Linked DNA regions of Sus scrofa: region 2 is linked to region 1. Evidence: chromatin contacts called from public Hi-C data. All regions are on one chromosome and are shown on one strand. Each heading gives the region's core, a stretch centred on a gene start, on an enhancer-like site or on the middle of the called end of the contact. The rest is flanking DNA. Distances are from core to core; before and after follow the strand shown.

Region 1 (6,754 bases), core at 945-3,444:
TTTGCTGTACCCTTGCACCCAAATAAGTAGATTAACAGCATCTGCTACTATCTGTGTAACCTACCAAAAACAAAGTTGTCTGGTCTGAAGATCTGACCGAAAGGACCTGAGCGAACAGAGTCCATAGTCCCAGGTTCTAGATCCACCAAGATAGCACGAGGAACATATTTGCCACCTACAGGGAATAAAGTAGAAGAGTGAAAATTAGCAGAGTTAAAGATAAATAATCAGGGGCTGGGAGACAGCCAGGGACCCAAATGTGTGATTCCAGGCGCTGCCACAAGATGGCAGCAGAGCCACTTTTGGGGACCCAGGGGTGGGGAGTGAAGAAAAGCCTCCAAAGGAACTGGATGGCTTCATTCAGAGGGAATAAGGAGCGCCCCAGGGCTACAGAGACCCTAGGGAGAGATGGGACCTGTCGTTCCCTGGCCCCCGCCCTCACCTGTGGCTTCATTGTAGTACACGGAGATGCGGTCCAGCTGCAGGTCGCTGTCCCCATGATAGGTGCCGGTGGGGTCGATGCCATGTTCATCACTGATCACCTCCCAGAACTGCCGGGCGAGAGCAATGGGTCCTCAACAGCTCAGGATCCAGTCCCTTACAATCTCCGCCCCCCCCATTTACATTCCCGACACTCCCGTAGTGGGCTCTCCCCTAGGGTCCAGCATTCCTTCCGCCTGCCACACCCTTCCCCGAGACAGTGGCACCCCCGGGAAGGGTGCAGCTTTCACTGATTGTGAGATGTGTGGCTGGAAGGGCCCGGCGATCGCGGGCGCCAGGGTTAGTAGATGGAGGCAATCAACCAGCTCCGGAAAGCGCAACCTCTCCCCGCCCCTCACACTGGGCACAAAGAGCCCGGGGCGGGAGCCAATGCAGAAGGCGACCACCCCCGCCCTGCACGTGACGGCAGCGCACGCGCAGGTTAAGCCGCCGACAAAGGGAGGCGCAGCGCTTGGGCGGGGGCGAACCGCAAATCCTGAGCGCTAGGGGCGGGGCTTGGGCGGGACTAGTGCGCCCCCCGCCGGCCAGCCAGGCTGTATTGTCCCCGCGCGCTAGGGGCGCCCGGGTCCCGCCCTTCTGCTACAACGTTGCAGCCGCACTTCCTCCCCGCCCCTCCCCCGCTACACTGTAACCGCGCGCAAAGAGGAAAAAACCCCTCCCCCTCTTGGCCTCGGAATTTTATTTCTACCCTTTTTTTCTCCTTTGCTTTGAGGATTTTCTTTTGTCCTACTCTTTAGTTCTAAGGGACCCTTTAAAGAAAGGACACCGTCTTTCCCATTTTTCTGTTCACGCCCTAAAAGGGTCTCCGTTAGGGTAAATGAAAGGAACTAAAGTTAATCCAGCACGTATTAGCCTTCCAGCACGAAAAATTGAGCGATCACCCCTTGGGGATTGCAGGCGCGCGGAGACCCCTGAGCTTTTGCAAAGGATATCGAGTACTGCAGCCCACTCTGGTGCATCGCGTTCCCCCACCTCTGGATCCGACCTATCTGCGGCTGCCCGCCAGCCTCGCCCCTTCCCCCTTCAGCTTAGCCCTACAAAGCCCCGCCAAGGGGAATGCACATGGGGAAAACCTCGCCTCGCTTTGTCTCCGGCCGTTTCCGCATCTCCCTCGAGCTCCCCAAGTCCTCGGACCGTTAGGAGATCCCCTTTTAAGTAAAATTTTACAGAAGCTCGGTTTTCCCGCCTCCTAAACCTACAGGGTGCTTTTAACAGCTTCCCCAAAATGAACCCGCCGAGTAAAGAATTCCCCATTTTTCAAAAGCAGACCCTAACTACAAACGCGTATTTTATACATATAAAACTTTTGGGGGGCAAGGCTTGACTACGGATGGAGAATGCAAATGTTCCACAACCATTCTTTTTAATTTACCTGGGTTTTTTTTTCTTTCTCACTAAGAAATATAGTTTAAAGAGGTTAAACAAAAAAATCTTACCTTGGCACCGATCTGGTTGCCACACTGACCGGCCTGGATATGCACGATTTCCCTCATTGTTAAAATTTATTCTAATCTTTTTGCTCGCCTCAAGGTGTGTACGGGGCAAGAAAATGATAAGTAATTTTGTTTTTCTCTGCTCCCGGTCGCAGGCTGGAAGGATGGGACGGGCCCCGGAGGCTGGAGCAGCGAGGTCCGAACACGGCGGCAGGAAGGTTCTGAGAGGGAGAAAGGAGAGGGGAGGGCGCGGGAGGAAAGGCGGGCAGGGCGGGGCGCGCGTGCGCGGGGGCCGGGAGGCGGGAGAACTCGCCCCGCGCCACCGTGAGGAGACAAAGCCTCTTAGAGTCTGGTCCTGATTAGTTCGTGCCTGTCATGTATCAGACGTCCATTGGTCCCTGCTCAGGTGGACGAGCGCAGTCCTCCCTGGGAGTTGTAGTCCTCTATTGTTGTCCACGCTGCAATATGAAAGGACGAATGGGTGGGTACTGGGTTTGGGGGTTTGGTTTGGTTTGGTTTTTGTGAAAAGTAACCTTGCGCAAGGGTTTTTTCCCGCTATGCCTGACTTTTTTGGAACAAAAAGAGAGTAGTTTTCGGGGATACAGGAATTGGGAACCCTGGGGTGCCAGACATTGGGAGGTGGAGGGGCACGCCCTGAAAGCTCCACGCTGCAGTAGCTCTTGGGAACACTGGACTGCTTAGCTCAGCGAAAACTGGGGAGAAATGCGGCACCCTGCACTACTATCTAACAGCTGGTCCTTCGGTGACCTAAAGCATGAACTCCACTAAGCCGCTCCTTCTCCAGATACTTCAGGAAGAAGGAAGGGATTGTCCTCTTGCTATTTCCTTGGGAGTTTTTTAATGATGATATTGAAAGAGAAACAAAATTGTATCAAGGGCCTTGCGGGATAGAGGAGTAATTGTGTAGAGGATGTGTTCAAGAATAAGTTGGTTTAGAGAAACGGATATGCCAGAACTCTCCGTCCATGGTGGGGGGTGAGAGAGATCTGGGCCTTCGAGCAGCGTTTAACCCTTTGCCTTCTTGTGAAGCCGAAAACTGTGGGGTGAGATCCTTGATAGAATTTCATTGTCTTCCAGCCTACCTCCCTAGACACTTCGAAGTCGCTGTTTTTTTCACTTCATTGATTTCACTGACTGGGAGGCTGACCATTTGAAACCTTCCAGGATCTTCAGAATTGAAATAAAAGGAGCGGGGGGGCGGGGGTCATGGGGAAAAAAACTGGATGTGCTCAAGTCTGAGTGGTATTCTTCTCAGTGGTATTCTTCAATTCTTCACTTGATAGATACTAAGTGTCCACCAAATCAGGAACTAGGGATACAAAAATGATTAAAAATTAGCTCCTTGTCTTCCAGGATCTTGCAATTTGGTGAAAAGTGTATGAACAATAGAGTGCAGTAAGCACTGTAATAAAGGACTTGTGATATCAAGATCATCACTGTTAATTCACATTGGATTCAACACAAATTTCTCAGGCATCTTCTAAATAAAAGAACATCAAGTTGTGTAAGACCCCCTCCACTCACTTAAAATAGAATGTTTATGTTTTAGGGCAGCGAGAAAGTTAAGAATTTACAATTGGAAAACTTGTTTCAATTTGTCTCCACCTTTTAAATATTAGCTGTGGGAACCTAAACAAGTTATTTAACTTTGCACAGCTCCAGTTCTCTCTGAAAACCAAAAGCCTGTTTGACTGTTGTAGTCAGAATGAAGCGAGATAATGAATGCAAAAGGTCTTCCTAAGTTATTCATGTCACATTTACAATTCTTTTCTTAGTACGAAATTTAATGAAATAAATGACTTTATCATCCTTCGACCCTTCAAAGACCTCGGTCAGCCTTTAAGATGGTTAACAAAACTAGGGATCTTTACTTTAGGAAAATGACCTCAAAATGTCCATCAGAAATGTATTCTCACGGGAGGAAATTATATGACTTCTAGACGAGCTAAATCAAAAGGAAAGGAACTTCCATTGCAATGAGTCCTCAAGCGCCACGCCTACGGTCTATTCGCCAAGCTGCAGCCTTCAGCCACGACTTCAACCCGCAACCCATTTTCATTTCTCATGAGTCAGCGGACACCATATCTGGGAGGACCGAGGAAGGTCGCTCTGGCCGCACTAGATGTACGGGATGACGACTATGGTAAGCCCCTCTATCCGCCGCTGGCAGCCAGACTCTGTGGTCGCAATTTGGAGATCAGCGCGGGAAGTGGGCGGTGGGTGGTGAAGCGGTAGTGGGTCGTTCCTTAGAGCTGCCCAATCGAGGTGCGCTATTCTGTGCGCCTTTGGCGGCCTCGGATTACCGCGTCGCCCAACCGATCTCAGTCTCTCTGGAGAAGCCGCCCCTTTGAGCTATAAGGGGGCGGGGACGGGGCGGGGCCTTGGGTGTCCCTCCGCGTTGGCTGCCGCGTCTGTCGGCGTGCTGCAGAATGTGAAAGACAGCGGCAGGAGCCAATCGGCGAATCGGCCCCCTCTCCGCCCGGGCCCTCGCGCCACCCGGGTCGCGGCCGTTACTGGTGGCGCGCGCGGGGACTCAAACTAGGTGAGTTCTGGGGGGCCTTGCCCACGGCTCCTCGGGTGCCATCTTGGTTCTCCCGGAGGGCGGGAGGGGCGTGCCTTGTGTACGACTGGGCGGAGGCTACTTGGAAATTTACTCCTCGGATTATAATACTTATTCTTACTTGACGCCCCTCCCTGAATTTAGGTATGATGAGACAGGGAGACGTTGGGCTAGGAGGGGACCTTGGGATGGCGATCAAAGATGGTGGCCCATTGGTTTGGATCCGAGGGTCATGGACGCCAGCTGGGTTCGCCACTCATAAGAACGAAGTTAACACTATTAGCCTGGAAGGGTCCTGCTTTCCCTGTCAACGGTTTCCTTTTAAGCGTAACATCTTTCTAATTGAATTCCATCCACACAATTCTGAGTTTTTATTTCATGTGTTCTTTCATCAGGAGGGCAGGATTAATTTTACATTTGTTTCATTATTGAATCCCAAATACTTCTAGCGGCACCAGGTGTGCAGTAACTACTGCTGAATGAATATGATGGACCCTTAGGGAAAAGACACAGTTCTTGAAGAGGGGGTGGTGTTAGGCAGAAATGGAAAGTAATGGTTACACTATGGTAGGAACTATTAGGATAAGTACAAGTCCACAGACCACCGTGAAACCGTTTACATGGGGAACACCAGAAAGCTGAGAAGACTCCAAGCAGGGCTTTGCTGAGGAAGTGACTTTTGAACTGAATGGTAGGATGGATAGGAGTTGGACCAGAAAACTAGGAGCAAGGCTAACAAAGGTGCTGGCTAAAGCCTGCAGATGTGAGGGACAATAGGGACAATGTGTTCAGCCATTGATTGGAGCAAAGGTCCATGTAGCTGAACCATAGGTTTGGGCAAGGTGGGGGTGGGGCATGCATTTCAGGATATGAGGTTCTAATGGAGGAGGGTCTCGATAAGGAGTTTAGATTTTATTTTATCCTGTGGGCATGGGAAGCCATCAAAGAATATTAAACAGAGGTGAGACATTATCTAGATAATCTTGCACAAATTCCTTAATCCATTTGTATTACAGTTTCTTATCTGAGAAATAGAAAATAATATTTACAGGGTTCTTGTGATGATTAAAAAAGTCAGTATAAAGTAGAACAATGCTTGACATCTAGCAAGCTTCTGTATCTAAAGGGTATTATGATTCTTTGCAGTTTAGTCAGATCACAACAAGACCATCTAGTAACGTATAAAAAGCATGGGCTTTGCAGCCAGAAGCACTTCATTCCTACCCTTTTCACTTACCTGCTATGTTATCCTGAGCAAATGATTTAATTATTTTTAGCCTTAGTTTCCTAAACACCTGCCTCATGGCTACCAAGCCTGATACATACTTGATGATTGGCAAAAGTTAGTTCCCTTTAAAATGACGTTTTTCTTTTTTAGGGCCACACCTGCAGCATATGGAAGTTTCCCGCCTAGGGGCTGATTTGGAGCTGCAGCTGCTGGCCTACGCCACAGCCACAGCAACGCCAGATCCGAGCCTCGTGTGCAACCTACACCAAGCTTGTGGAAACACCAGATCCTTAACCCACTGAGCGAGGCCAGGGATTGAACCCACATCCTCATGGATACTAGTCAGGTTTGTAACCCGCTGAGCCAAAAAAAGAACCCCAAAGTGGTGTATTTCAAACTAGGTTGCAGCCCAGCAGTGGATAATGAAGTCAATTTAGTGGATTGCAAATCAGCATTTAAAAAAAATAAGAGAAAAAAAATAGAGGGAAAATTATCAGTATGTTGTATTTCTTAAGGCTTAGCATTGTTTCTCAAAACCTTTGTAAATAAGCAAGTGTTTATGTATATATTTGTGTACTTGGTGCCCTATAATATTTATTTCTTATTCTGTGTCATGGTCAAAGATACCTGATTCAGAAGGATAACAGCAGAATGCTTGGCAGGAAGGGAAGCATCAGCATCCATAACTTCCAGGTTTATCCCAGTTAGCAATCTTCTCTCTGAGGCTGCATGTGTGAACCATTGATTGACAGAGGTGATAATAATGTGTTTTTTCCTCAGATCATGGAGGACACCCAGGTTATTAACTGGGAGGCTGAAGAAGAGGAGGTTGAAGAGGGACCCAGTGAACCTTTGGGGTGTAACTTGCAGCCCGTAGGGCAACTGCGTATCTTCAGTAGTTCCTATGGACCAGAAAAAGGTATTCGGTGCTAAAGTACTGATAGTGGCCTCTTCTGTGGGGAGGGAGGTGGAGGGTTGCAAGCTTCTATATGTGTCAAGATCTGAAAAAAT
Region 2 (7,450 bases), core at 3,444-5,943, 310 kb before region 1:
TTTTAAACTAGAAACTAGGAGTTCTCGTCGTGGCGCAGTGGTTAACGAATCCGACTAGGAACCATGAGGTTGCGGGTTCGGTCCCTGCCCTTGCTCAGTGGGTTAACGATCTGGCGTTGCCGTGAGCTGTGGTGTAGGTTGCAGATGCAGCTCGGATCCCGCGTTGCTGTGGCTCTGGCGTAGGCCGTGGCTACAGCTCTGATTCGACCCCTAGCCTGGGAACCTCCATATGCCGCGAGAGCGGCCCAAGAAATAGCAACAACAACAACAACAAAAAAGAAACTAATTACCCGGATTCCTTTTTTCTGTCTTCCCACCTCCAGTTTATCCCGTATGTTTGCACCATTTCAATAAGCAGGTTTGTATTTCTCTGATTTGTCTGCTCACTCTCTTCCCTTAAGAATCTGAATAGTTTTTTGGAGTTCCCCTCGTGGCACAGTGGTTAATGAATCCGACTAGGAACCATGGGGTTGTGGGTTCAATCCCTGGCCTCGCTCAGTGGGTTAATGATCCGGCGTTGCCGTGAGCTGTCGTGTAGGTTGCAGACGCGGCTCGGATCCCACGTTGCTGTGGCTGTGGTGTAGGCCAGCGGCTACAGCTCCGATTCAACTCCTAGCCTGGGAACCTCCATATGCTGTGGGAGTGGCCCTAGAAAAGACAAAAAAAAAAAAAGCAAAGAATCTGAATTAGTTTTCCAGACTTTACCAAGTCCATTCTCCCAAGAACTAGAAAACAAGGGGTATCAGACCCACAAAAAGAGCAAGCACCTTGGAGTGTATGAAGCTGCTCATTCTTTATTCGGAAATGGAAGCAAAGCTCTGAAAAGTCAGGTCACAGTCATGGTCAGTGGCAGGACTATCCACAAGGTAAGGAAGGCTAGGTGCTGCCATTAAGATCTTGCTTGCTCAAGTCTGGGGCTGCCACCCTCCCAGGCAGGCCCTCTGCAGTCGAATGCTCCTGACCACACATTCTAGTGTCCATGACAAGGACCCACAACAGCTTATAACAGTGGGGATTTCCAGCTCACTGGCAACTTCCTGGAGGCAGCAGTATCTTTGGCAGGAAACCATCTCTTCTGTCACCTTGGCTACAAGGGCCTTGAATTGATAATCCATAGCAATGGACCCTTCCTCTGTACTCATCCCCCCACCACCCCAGGGGAAGGCAAGGGAAGAAGAAGGCATCTCTTAGGACTCCCTGTCCCCCCATGGCCTGGAGGTGCCGGCTCTGTCCTCTGGTGTTGGTGGCCGCCCTAGCTCTGGATGCCTACACGGCAGCCTGGGCACCGGAAGTCAGCTTCCTTGGCAGCCTGGATGCTGCAGCCAACACAGGCCACATGGAACCAGGTGTCACAACCATCACACTGAACCCAAGCTACTGTCTCTTCTTGGGGTAGGCAGCAACAGGGGGCTGCACAGGGCTCCCCGCCCCCAGCTGCTGGGGGAGCCCTGGGGATGCTCACTGGGTGCTTCCGAGGACGCCCACGACGATTTCTGAAGAAAGTGACACAAAAACTAGGGTCACTGGAAACCTGCAGAAACTTAGAACTTTCCCCTGGGTAATCAAAGTGAACCTATATGGATTCACTAGAATCTGCCGAGCAGAACCAACCCAGGTCTTGCGATCCCAAGGTCCACCTCTGGTCTCTATCCCCCGGGCAGAGCCGCCTCCCAGTCTAGGGCTCTAAAAAGGAGTTAAAAGGCAGTGAAATGATGAGATGGAGTTCTCTCCACTTACCCACTGGGTGTCGGTGGGGTTTTCTCTACACGGAGCAGTTTCTTCCTGGGCTCTATAAGCACGGGTGGGAGGCTCTCGGGAGCCTCTCTCTCATCGTCCAGTTCTGCCAACACGCGGTGAGCGGATTTCCTCCGGTTTCTTGGGGGTGGGGCCGAAGGGGTGGTCCTCACTTCCCCAGGAGTCGTGGAAACGGGTGGATTCTGCGGCCCACTCCCACTCCGAGAGAATGTGAGCGGCTGCAAGTGGAGCTTGCTGAGGCTGCCGATGGAGTTGAGGATCAGGGTGGCTTTGGGGGTGGGGGAGAGGGTGCTGAGGGGGCGCTGGGGGGCCCCTTGGGAGGGCAGCATAGGCCGGAAACCAGCTCTGGTTTCTCCCTCTTCTCCCCTGGACCGTGGGATGGTGATGGCAGCAAAATCTTGAGGTTTGACTCGGACTTGCTGAAACATGTAGAACTCTGAGGGGCTGGTTCCTGGGGGCCCTTCAGGGCCAAAGGTCAGAAGGTCACCATCACTCAACTCCAGCCTGTGACCCCTTGGGAGTCGGACATTATTGACCAAAGTCCCTGTTGGTGGTGGGACACCAGACAGAACGACAGAAACAAATGGTGGGTCAGAAGTGGAGAGATCTGGTCCTGTTTGATTTTCTGGGGAACACGAGGAAGAACATTGCATCTGTTATCCAGTTCTCATGTTCTAAGTCCCTTCGCAGGTAACACCAGATAGCAAGCTCTTTGTGAACTGGGAACAAATTTTTGTTTCTTATGCCCTCCCACTGGAGGCATGGAGGGAAAAAGCTCCTTCCCTCAATCTACTGAGGTCTGATTCTCAGAGATGCTCACTCACCCAGCTCCGCCTCAACACCTATCCGCATAGTTCAGATTGTCTAGGTTCAAATCCAAGCTCCACTACTTAACCAGCCATGTGGCCCTGGACAACTTTTGTGCCTCATTTTCCTTGTCTGGAAAGTGGGGATATTTGTGCTCACCTACATTTAGTGCATTTAGGACAGTTCTGGCTTGTAACAGTAAGCACTAGGTGCATCTTGGCCACTAGTTATCCAATCCTCACAACATTCCCAACCAAAACAGACCTAAGAAAGGCTTATAGTTTACCTAGGAGGAAACTAATACCTAGAAAGGTGAAGTGACAGGCCTGAGGGACGCTGCCGGGGGTCAGTGGCACCACTCAGATGTGAACCCAGGCCTTCTGAGACTGTAATTGCCTCCGAGTCAAAGGAGTAAGACATAGGTTCAGATCATTAAAACAATTCAACATGTAACTGCCCTAAGCCAAGAACAAGGTGCCAACTTGGGAACAAGTCTGGAAACTTGGTCAAGTCTGAGCTTGGCCCCAGGACAACCCACTGCGATACTTCTCTGATGATGCTCCCGCCCCTGAATGAGCTAAACAAGGTCAGCTCCACAAAGAGCTTCTGACACTGCACATTTCTGGTGGGAGGACAGGTCTGGGTGATAACCATCCAGCCAGCCCAAAGGGGAGATTGGGTGGAAGGCAGGCAATGGTCCCTGTGGAGACTTTGCAGCCCAGAACTGCCATTGCCCAGGCATAAGGCTGCTCTGCTCACTCCTCACCTTGGCTGCTATGGTCCTCCAGGCTGACCCTCCAGTCATCACCCCGGCGCTCAGCGTGCAGCTCCGCGTGGACTTCCGAGATGAAGCCGGGCTCCTGCTGGGGCCGCAGGGCCACATCACACAGGTCGGCCCTGCAGCCCAAGCGGTAGGTGCAGCCAGCCCCACTTGGGGGGTGGAAGGTGTAAAGGTCGACACCCCTGCCGCCCCCTATGCGCAGCAGCTGGAAGCAGGGCAGCATGGGCGGTGCCCCCTCTGCACCACCTCTTCCACTTCAGGAATCCATCACTTCCCAATCCTGGGCCATGCACAGCTGGCCTAAGTTCTCTTTCCCTCTGATGCAGAGTTGAACTGTGCTTTGTGCAATCTCAACCTTGGGCACGCTCCCCGAATAGTGTAAATTCAGAGTGCAAGGGCCTAGGATTCGATGCAAGATTGGCTGTCAACAGTTTTCCAACTGAAAAATTTCGTGAGGGTCCCAGTATAGTGCAAAGACGAAGATGTCCTATGGCACGAAGTTGAATCAGATCCTCAGGCTGCAGAATATTCCGGGAGCCTTCAAGTCTGTGCCAGGCAACAATACGTTAGGCAGCTTCTGGGGAATATGCGAATTGCAAGGGGGGAGGACTGGGGTCCTGCTTCTGTGTGATACTAACTTGTCACCTCAGTGTAATTTGGAGAAGTTTCCTGTCAATTCTGCTAATCCAAACAGAGTAACCCACCTGCTAGCCTGCGCCTCGCTCTTCTGGCCAACCCCTCACTCATAACTAGATAGCTTAAACCCCCGTGGGAAGTCTATCCACTGTCATCCCTCCAAAGGCAGTGCAAATGGGTCTCTATGTTCTCTAACAAAGCGGATCTAAACCCCTGCTTCCCGACTTCTCCAGGTGGGATTAAAGACAGGATAGGGCTTCCCGGGATCATGCGAGGGAAACCCAGCCTTTTCCCTCCCCGCCGCAATCCAGATTCTTATCTACCGCGAGGTGCAGTCTCGAAGCGGTCCCCTCTCCGGGCAGTGCCAGCCTGTGCGGCAGCTCAGGATCTCTCAGGCTCCGGCCAGGGCTGGTGCTCCAGCGGCTGTTTGACAGCGAGGAAGCCGGGGCCAGGAGGGGCGCCGTCTCCGCGCGCGGGCAGTACCGACCCCGCCTTCGGAATTCCCGGGTCTGAACTTCGCGCCGAGAGAGCCCGCCCCCCGTGCCGTTTCTGATTGGCCATCTCTTTTGCCCTCCTTCTCTCCATTGGGCGACGCGCTGGGAGGGTCTCCGATCTCCCGCCTTCCGCTTTTTCTGATTAGTTCACAAGTTTTCCCGGGTTCCCGGAGTTGGGAGGAGCCGCCAGGGCGCGGAGATGCCCTCAGTGCCATAATTGGGCCGGGCTTTAGACTACCGCGCCTGCGTACACCTCTTCCCCTCCTCCTCCCGGAAGGGTGAAGGGCTTTAGAGCGTCCCGCCAACCTGCCCGCTTTGCGCAGGCGCGGTCAGGGGCTGAGGCCGCGCTTCTGAGCTAGGGGTAGGGGGTGTGGTCAAAGGGCAGAGGGGTCGCTCGCGCTGGGTAAGGGGTATTCGGGAAGAGTCGGTTGGGGGCGGGAAGGGCCAAGAGGGGGTGCGGGGGTGGGTTCAGGGGTCCACAGGGTGGAGGGGTACAGGGTCCGGGTAAAAGGACAAATGAAGTGGTCAGAACAGCCCTAGAGCTCCTCGTCCAGCAGGGCGAAGGCTCAGGAGTATCTGCGGGAGAGGCGGGAGGGAGAGCAGGCAATTGAATTGAGAGATGAGCGTGGGGGACCAGAATAATTCCTTCTGGATCAAAGCAAATTAGGATGTAGGGAGGGGCATAGGAATCTCAGATTGGGGGGGGGAATAGATGGATTCGGGTGGGAGGGTGGGGAGATCTTGAAGAGCCGTCTCTTGTCTGGGGCTCTGGAGAGGCTGGTGGGAGACAGGAATGGAAACTGAGAGGACAGTAGAGAGAAACTGAGCAGGGAGTTGCTGGAAGGGTTTGGATGAGATGACTTTTCTGCCAAGGGGTCTAGGCTGCCTGGATTCCCTGGGGGCCCCATAGGTGTCCTGCTCTACATGTAGCCATGCTCATCTGGGGCCAGGCTTTGGATCAGCGCTTTGATAAGGAAGGACCCAGGAGTCATGGCTTGGTGGTGTCTGGATGGGCTTCCCCAAGGCCTTGCTGAGCCATGGAGAGAACTCCGGCGATTGGGCTCACAGCCCCTGCACCGCACACCTTCGTCATCTCCATCCAGGAACAGCAGAGACTGTAGAAACTTAAGGAGGAGGGTAAAGGCACTGCCCAGAATTCTACAAGTATGAACAAAACCTAAGAGCTTCCCAGCCTGTCTCAGTAAATTTGTTCCATCTCGTGGCTGTTGCCATAGTTCTGTTAGGAACCAGATTGAGACAAGCAAGTGATTTTCAGATATTTCCTGCTTCTTTTGGGAAGTAGGAAAAGAGGAGCTAAGAGTCGGCCATCCCTGGCTGTTATTTAAGGCTTTTGACTTTGCTGTTGTAGGGGCTCTCTCTTTGGAAGGGGGCTTGAAAATTGAATTGGAGTGTCCTTGTTTCTCCTATTGTCCAGGAGAACATAGATGACTGGACACAGAATCTAGAGACTTCAGATGATATGGAGATGTTTCGACGTTCAGGTCAGTGGGATCTTGCAAGGGAACTGGTGATTGTGTCCCCCTGGGAAACTGACCATCTTTGTCCTTACGATTCCTCAGGTTCCACCAGGCTGATACCCCCATCCCACTTCCAAGCTCGGCCCCATCCAACTCTGCCGAGAATGGCTCCCCCTTGGGTCTCAGACATTCCCTTGGTCCAGCCCCCGGCCCATCAAGATGTCTTAGAGAGGCTGTCAGACAACCAGAGACCTCAAGTGACCATGTGGGAAAAGGAAGTTTCTGGCAAAGGGCAGGAGCCAGGGTGGCGAGGCAGGTAGGGATCTCCTGTTGCTGTTTTCTCGGGCTTGCTTGCCACTGTCCCTTCTTCACTGAAATAGATTCCTTTACCCTATTTCAGCCCTTCATTCCATGATTTCTTCATTTGTACATAAGCAATTGTTGGTGCCTACAGTGCACAAATAATAATAAGATGATGTGCTTGATGCTAGGGACAGGGGTATCAAAACTGAAAAAGAAAAAAGAAAGATCCTGATATCATGGAATTTAAAATCCTAAGGGAAGGAGTTCTCTTGTGTCAAAAGGGTTAAGGATCCAGCCTTGTAAGTCCAGTGGCTCAGGTAGCTGCTATGGCACAGGTTCGCTCCCTGACCTGAAAACTTCCACATGTTGCAGGTGCAGCCAAAAAAGAAAGAAAAAAAATTCTAAGGGAGGAAATAGGTTGACCCACAGCCGATTGTATTAAGCGTAGAATAAGGTAAGATGCAGTACCTGCGGGGAGAACAGGCCATGTGCTGTGGTAGCGAGGATTCGTCCTGAGGGAGCTGTCCGTGCCATCTGTCAGTGTGTTACCTGTGAAAATTCTCATTCTTGATGTTTCATGGGTGTCTTCTCCCAAATGTATTGGAACGTCATCCTGCCATTTTGCTCAAGAGCAGGATTGCAGATGGGTCGACCTTGGATCCCATCAAAGAGAAAAGAGCATGATGACAAAAGGGGAGCACTGGAGTGAGAGTCAGACTCTTTGTGGCTAATGTGGCTACCAGCTGGGAGTCCTTTGGCCGTCACTTAATGACTCTAGGCTGCAGATCTTTGCTTCTTGAACAGCAACAAAAAAATGCTGTTCTGGGCCTCAGTGAGGAAGCTGTGTCAAGAGCCATGGGATAAGCTGGTTTAAACTTTATGCGACACCAGTAGACTGGTTGAGACTATGTAATTTATTGGAAGTGCTACCCTCTCAGACATCTCATGAGTACCTAACACTCAACTGATTTTTTTTTTTTTTTTTTTGACTGCCCTGAGGCATAGTGAGTTCCCGGGCCAGGAACTCAGATCTGAGCCACAGATGCAGCAATGCCAGATCCTTAACCCACTATGCTGGGCCAGGGATTGAACCTGCATCCCAGTGCTCCAGAGATGCAGCCAATCTATTGTTCCCCAGCAGGAACTCAATATATGACTTTCCCCTAGCGTCTGGCCCTGCCATATTGACACTGGAA

What was found. A called contact is a pair of places that touch in the nucleus more often than the background predicts.
Region 2: a Hi-C map of liver shows a contact between it and region 1, with 4 times the contacts expected there. The contact joins the promoter of CCHCR1 here to the promoter of TUBB in region 1. A contact is called at or near these places in 2 of 47 Hi-C or Micro-C datasets (liver and retroperitoneal adipose tissue).

The regions. Positions count from the first base shown.
Region 1 is chr7:23,243,267-23,250,020 of Sscrofa11.1, reverse strand. TUBB (tubulin beta class I) reads right to left here and starts at 2,194. Exons shown (of 4, transcript NM_001044612.1): 1 at 1,938-2,194; 2 at 443-551; 3 at 65-175. The coding sequence starts at 1,994. MDC1 (mediator of DNA damage checkpoint 1) reads left to right here and starts at 6,527. Exons shown (of 14, transcript NM_001123138.1): 1 at 6,527-6,662. The coding sequence starts at 6,527.
Region 2 is chr7:23,555,393-23,562,842 of Sscrofa11.1, reverse strand. CCHCR1 (coiled-coil alpha-helical rod protein 1) reads left to right here and starts at 4,693. Exons shown (of 18, transcript XM_021098445.1): 1 at 4,693-4,834; 2 at 5,909-5,975; 3 at 6,054-6,267. The coding sequence starts at 5,954. It overlaps TCF19 (transcription factor 19), which reads right to left and starts at 3,566. Exons shown (of 3, transcript NM_001167591.1): 1 at 3,329-3,566; 2 at 1,738-2,299; 3 at 769-1,493. The coding sequence starts at 3,566. The coding sequence ends at 1,253.